Linked DNA regions of Mus musculus: region 1 is linked to region 2. A link is a contact called in public promoter capture Hi-C data. All regions are on one chromosome and are shown on one strand. Each heading gives the region's core, a stretch centred on a gene start, on an enhancer-like site or on the middle of the called end of the contact. The rest is flanking DNA. Distances are from core to core; before and after follow the strand shown.

Evidence for each region. Capture Hi-C pulls out chosen DNA fragments and counts their contacts.
Region 1: a contact with region 2 is called in a promoter capture Hi-C map of adipose tissue. The contact joins two enhancer-like sites. A contact is called at or near these places in 3 of 39 promoter capture datasets (the 3T3-L1 cell line, embryonic stem cells and stem cell-derived epiblast-like cells) and 3 of 9 other capture datasets (adipose tissue, liver and pancreatic islet).

What each region holds. Positions count from the first base shown.
Region 1 is chr4:109,244,385-109,247,254 of GRCm38.p6, reverse strand. It overlaps Calr4 (calreticulin 4), which reads right to left. Exons shown (of 8, transcript NM_001033226.4): 5 at 2,453-2,566; 6 at 964-1,107. The region is part of intron 2 of Gm40225 (a long non-coding RNA gene); the gene reads left to right. Among named protein-coding and RNA genes, the nearest start is that of Calr4, 10 kb to the right of the region's middle. Within about 2 kb of position 1,409, at least 12 of the 459 cell types and tissues checked have an H3K27ac peak or open chromatin away from gene starts, as enhancers often do. A contact at or near this core is called in adipose tissue, where this site is marked.
Region 2 is chr4:109,047,162-109,049,975 of GRCm38.p6, reverse strand. Nrd1 (nardilysin, N-arginine dibasic convertase, NRD convertase 1) reads right to left here. Exons shown (of 31, transcript NM_146150.3): 18 at 2,260-2,379; 19 at 858-909. Among named protein-coding and RNA genes, the nearest start is that of Gm32581, 30 kb to the left of the region's middle. Within about 2 kb of position 1,540, at least 24 of the 459 cell types and tissues checked have an H3K27ac peak or open chromatin away from gene starts, as enhancers often do. A contact at or near this core is called in adipose tissue, where this site is marked.

The DNA.
Region 1 (2,870 bases), core at 160-2,659, 200 kb before region 2:
TTCTGTCAACCTCCACATGCAGCCCATGGCATACATGGGCACACACACACACACACACACACATGGGCACACACACAAATCTAATTTTTTAAGTAAACAGAGTATGCACATTAATATGATTATATCTATTTATGTGATGTAGAAAGTTCCAATTCATTTAAAAGGAACAAGCTAAAAAAAAAAAAAAAAAAAAGAGGGGGGGTAGTAATACAAATGTGCATGGCTTGTATCCCTGTTTTTCAGGTAAGTCAGGAAGGAAGGAAACACAGTGACTCTTCCTTCTTCCTCCCCTTCTGAAACCATGCCTGGCATCTGGTAGTGACTTCATTCCATTTCTATACTGACCTCCCGAAGTCAGAAACCCGAGTAAGTGAGGATAACTAAAGCAGGAAATGAATAAAGAAACGAGGAAAGCAAAGCACAGGGCCCTGTACTAGGAGCTTTGGTGCCTGCACAGTTAGAGGTGGAGGCGCAAGGGTCAGAAGTTCAAGGCTATCTCAGCTACATAGCAAGCTGGAGGCCAGTCTAGACTACATGAGACATTATCCCAAAATGAGACAGGGAAAGGAACCATGTAAGATCAGCAAAGGCATCAAAAGTATTAGTAATACACAGGAGTACATCTGATGAAGAAAGACTAGCACGCAGGCCCAAGTTTTCTGCTTCTATTATCAGATACAGATCTTCAGGAAAATTATTCAGCTTTTTGGAGCCTTCTTTTGAGGCTGAAAAATAGGTATATGGTTAAAATTAAACAAACATGCAAAGTCCTTAATACAGTGGTTGTATAAGGGACTAAGTAAAAGTTGAGGATAAATATAATTACTTCCACTTAAAAGAGGAGTTGTTTGAGGTTTAAAAAGATCAGGATTTATTCAAGTCTCTAACGTCAGGTTGGGGCTTGCTTCTTCTACTTTGTGGAAAAGGACCACTGCTGAAGGGCTATGAGCCCAGGTGCTTTACCTGCCAAAGATCCAGACCAAGGACACTAATGTTGTGATAGTGACCAATGGTGGGGTCAGGCCTGTATTTGGGGTTGTCTATCTCTGGGTGAATCCACTCGCCCTGGTAATTGGGGTTGTCAATGATCCGAGGTTTCCATTCTCCCTAAACAAAAAAACCAACCAAGAGTGGACATGTCAGTAATAATTTTCCATTTTTCTAACATTACACAATCAAAAAGCATCAATCAATTTATAAAGAGTTGTGTCACAGCCTCTTAAAACTCTCCCTCTCACAGCCAGCTGTGGTGGCGCATACCTTTAATCCCAGCACTTGGGAGGCAGAGGTAGAGGCAGGCGGATTTCTGAGTTCGAGGCCAGCCTGGTCTACAGAGCTGTACAGAGAAACCCTGTCTCAAAAACCAAACCAAAACAAAACAAAAAAAACCCCAACTCTCCCTTTCTTTGAGTAATGGCATAAGACTCTTCCAAGTTCCCTTTTCCACCCACTGGGAGTGAAATGACATGGCAAGGGTCTATTCTGGCCTGGCCCTTTCTCTGAACAGGCACATCCATGAAGTTTAGAAACACAGCTTCTTGGAGAACATAGTTGAAGTGTTGTGGCACTCGGGGCTGTTCTCTTTGTCCTGTGTGGTGCAGGAAACTGGCCAGATAAAATCCTGCTCCAGTTAACTTTGTTGCTGGGCCACTTGTTGGCGGATTCCTTTAGTTCTTGCTCTGACATGAGATCACGAGTTGACCCTTAAATGGAAGTTCCTCACTAGGCAGTGGTGGCGCATGCCTTTAATCCCAGCACTCGGGAGGCAGAGGCAGGTGGATTTCTGAGTTCAAGGCCAGCTTGGTCTACAGAGTGAGTTCCAGGACAGCCAGGGCTACACAGAGAAACCTTGTCTGAGGGGGAGGTGGCGGTTAGGGGGGAGGAAGTCCCTCTATCCTTAAATACCTTGGATTCATGCAGATCCCACTCTTTACCCTTCTAGCCTGCTCGTAAGACATCCAATTCCTGAGTCCTAGACTGTTTCCTGTTTGCATCATGTTCCTTTAACTGGCAGCTTTTCCCAGCTCTAGACAAGCTCCTTGCCCAAGCCTGTCTGACCCATTACCTCTTAGTGCTGGCTTTACCAGCCCTCCCCCCTTATAAGTAGGAAGAGACTGAGAACTCTGATGTGGCCAGCATCCTATTCAGTGTTCAGAGTGTAGAGGGGAAGAACAGGAGAACACAGACTTTCTGCTTTGTTTTCATTTTGTTGTATTTTCTTTTGAGACATGGTCCTGCTGTACAGTCCAGCCTGTCCTTGAACTCGAAATCTTCCTACCTCAACCTCCTGAGGGCTAGGATTACAAGCCTATGGGTTAGAAATTGTGTTTTGTAAATTAGAATTTATAAGTTAGAATTTACATGCATACATCTGGTTTGCATGTGTTTTATAAGTTAGAATTTACATCTGATTTCCCTTCATAAGTTGTCATTGAAAAGAGGGATTCCTCACCATGTACTTGACGTTTGGTATCAAGGGCCCTTCCCACACTCCATCCATCGCCTCATTCCAGTCATCTGGCTTCTTGGCATCCGGGTCTGGGATGAATTCAGAGTCCTCCCAGTCCTAAAACAAAATGTTCCTTCATGAAGATAGACGTGATATGGGAGGAAACTGGGGACTCAAGTACAGACAGGGGGAATCGGCTCCCTACCCACCCCGCCCTCCTGCTCCAGTGTGTGATAGCCCAGTGCAGGAGAGAGAAGGTCATCGTGGCCCCCTCCCCCTGGGTGCACCATCATTCTGACCTTGAGTACTTTAAACTCACATCAGGTGGGTATTATCCTTGTCTCTGACCTCACCCTGCCCTCAGTCATGTGAGCTGCAGCTATGGTTTGTATGTGATTTGCTCCCACACAGTCTTTACCTG
Region 2 (2,814 bases), core at 291-2,790:
GAAGAGTCTGCCTCCACAGCACTCATTGCTTCTTACCACGGCTGCTCCTTCAGCTCCAACTAACCAGACACCACAAATTCAAAATATCACACAAGAGGCCCAATAGCATCTATGCTTCTCTTGGGAACTTCACGAGCCAGGCATGTCATCTGCATCTCAGAGATGTCCCTCCAAGGACCCAGAACAGAGCACCAAGCTTTGAACACGTAAGTGGCTTCTCTAGCCCAAAGTTCAAAAGTCCTTCCAGAATCCTCCTGGAAACAGGGTCCAGTCTGTCACAGCAACATCCCACTCCTGGCACCAGCTTCTTAGGTAGGGTTATCACTGCTGTGATAAACACTGTGACCAAAAGCAGCTTGGGAAGGAAAGGGTTTATTCTCTCACACTTCCACATCACAGTCCATCATCAAAGGAAGCCAGGACAGGAACTCAAACGGAGCAGGAACCTGGATGCAGAGGCCATGGGCAAGTGCTGCATACTGGCTTGCTTCTTAGGGTCTGCTCAGCCTGCTTTCTTAGAGCATGAAGGACCAACAGCCCACGAGTGGCACCACTGACATCGACTGGCAATCAGGAAAATGCACCACAGGCTTCCCACAGGCCAGTCTGGTGGGCATTTTCACACTTGAGGTTCCCTCTTCTACAAAAGAATTCTAGCTTGTGGCAAGTTGACATACGTAAAACTAGCCCGCACAGTCAATCATTTTCCTTTCTCTTTCTCTTTCTCTTTCTCTTTCTCTCTCTCTCTCTCTCTCTCTCTCTCTCTCTCTTCTCCCCTCTCCTCTCCCCTCTCCCCTCCCTCTCCCTCTCCCTTTCTCTGGAGGGAAAAAACAAACAAACAAAAACCAAACACTCACTTTGCTGCAGATTTCTGTATCAAAGGTGAGATCAGATGAAATCGTATATATGCTGAAAGAAAAAGACCATGGATAAAATATAAAAGGTCAGAGGCCTCAAATATCTTAACACCTATTATTTTCTTTTAATGGGGCTTTTAAGTTCAAAATAAACTACTAGTCCCTAAAGCCTCGTTACATGTCTATTCTCTTTTATCCCTACGTTATTTTTATTCTTAAAGCTTTTAAAGGGTGTTTCTCACCATTCCAATTAAGTATCATAGAAGCACACTTTAACCTACAGGAATATCAGACACATACAAAAAGGTCTATGAATAACCATATTTATCATTAACTTGAGACAGGCAAAAATATTTATAGAAGTTTACACGTTAGGAACATTTATCAATCAAGCAGCTCGGTGTCCATGGGAAGGTGCCATGAAGCCTTTTCCTAGAGACGCTGAATGAACGGCAATAACCGTTTTTAAATCTTATGATTCAGTCAAGAAAAACTGTGAGGAGACAGCCCCAAATCCCAAAGCCTGGGAGACTGAGGCACAGGCTTGCCATGTGTAGACTGGCCTGGGTCACACATTACGTGACGTTCTAGAGAAAGGGGAGGAGAGAAGGTGAAAGGGAGACTGTCTAGGTCCAGAGTATGATTCCAAGAACAACACGGTTTGGCCATGACTTAAAGTCAAAGGAATTTAGAGGGTGTGTTTACCCCACAGGAGACACGCTAAAAGCAAAAGGCAGAGATAAGCAGTAGGGAAGATTTCCCTTTACAGTTCTAGATTAGGCTTCCTATCATATCTAGGAATGATTCTCCTCATATCTTATTCCATTTTTAAAAATAATGTAGTGTCTTTAATCCCAGCACTTGGGAGGCAGAGGCAGGTGGATTTATGAGTTCAAGGCCAGCCTGGTCTACAGAACAGCCAGGGCTACACAGAGAAACCCTGTCTCGAAAAAAAAGAAAAAATGTCTAAATAATACTATTAATCCTAAGTTTATGAAATAACTGGTACTAATTTATCTGAAAGGAAAAATCTTTAAAAATAGCTTCTTTCTAGAATTGGATTTTTTAGTTATGTATGTGTGTGTGTGTGTGTGTGTTCAGGTCAGAGGACAATTCTTCTGTGAAGGTCAGAGGACAATTCCTAGAAGTTGGTTCTCACCTCCTACCATGCCGGCCCAAAGCCAGGCATCAGGCTTGGTATCAAGTGCCTTTAGCTGCTGGGCCAGCTCACCAGCCCAGAGCTGACTGTCTACTTCTGGAAGGCAGAGTGTCTGTATACACTCCCATAAGCACAGGTGCACACTGTTAGCCTATAACTGTAAAGGGGGCTTCAAAGGGAGAGGAGTAGGCAACAGGAACAGAGGCTGCCTCAGAAGAGGAAGCTTTCTCTACTTTATCTCACCTTTGGGGATTTTGAATTTGTTGTCTTTCTTATACCACAAGCAGCCTTGTGCGGTATTGACAATTTTAGCAGGGTATTCAGTTTCAGGGCAATCAAAAGCCTTCAACGTAAAGTCCGTGGCTAACAATAAGAACAAAAGAGTGATCATATTTTCAAATGCAATGTACACATGGCCTTAAATTAGATGGAAACTAAAGCTATCTCATTCCCAACAGCAGATTCTTATCTCTGTACACTCAGCCTCCCTTTCCCAAGTAACCGTTAATTAGGAGAGGGTGGCCTTTGGGTCTGGACACTTGTATAACGCAATGAATGAATAGGTTCTTCAAGAAGAATAATCTTTTGCCAAGTTTAAGTTCTGCTTTTGCCAAATAGTTCTGCTCAAATACCACCTTTTGTTATTTCAAATTACTGGCAAACTGTTTAATTAGCATGTAGATAAAAGATAGTTAATTTATGGGCTGGAAAGATGGCTCAGCGGTTAAGAGCACTGGCTGCTCTTCTGAGGACCTGGGTTCAATTCCTAGTAACCGCATGGCAGCTCACAACCATCTG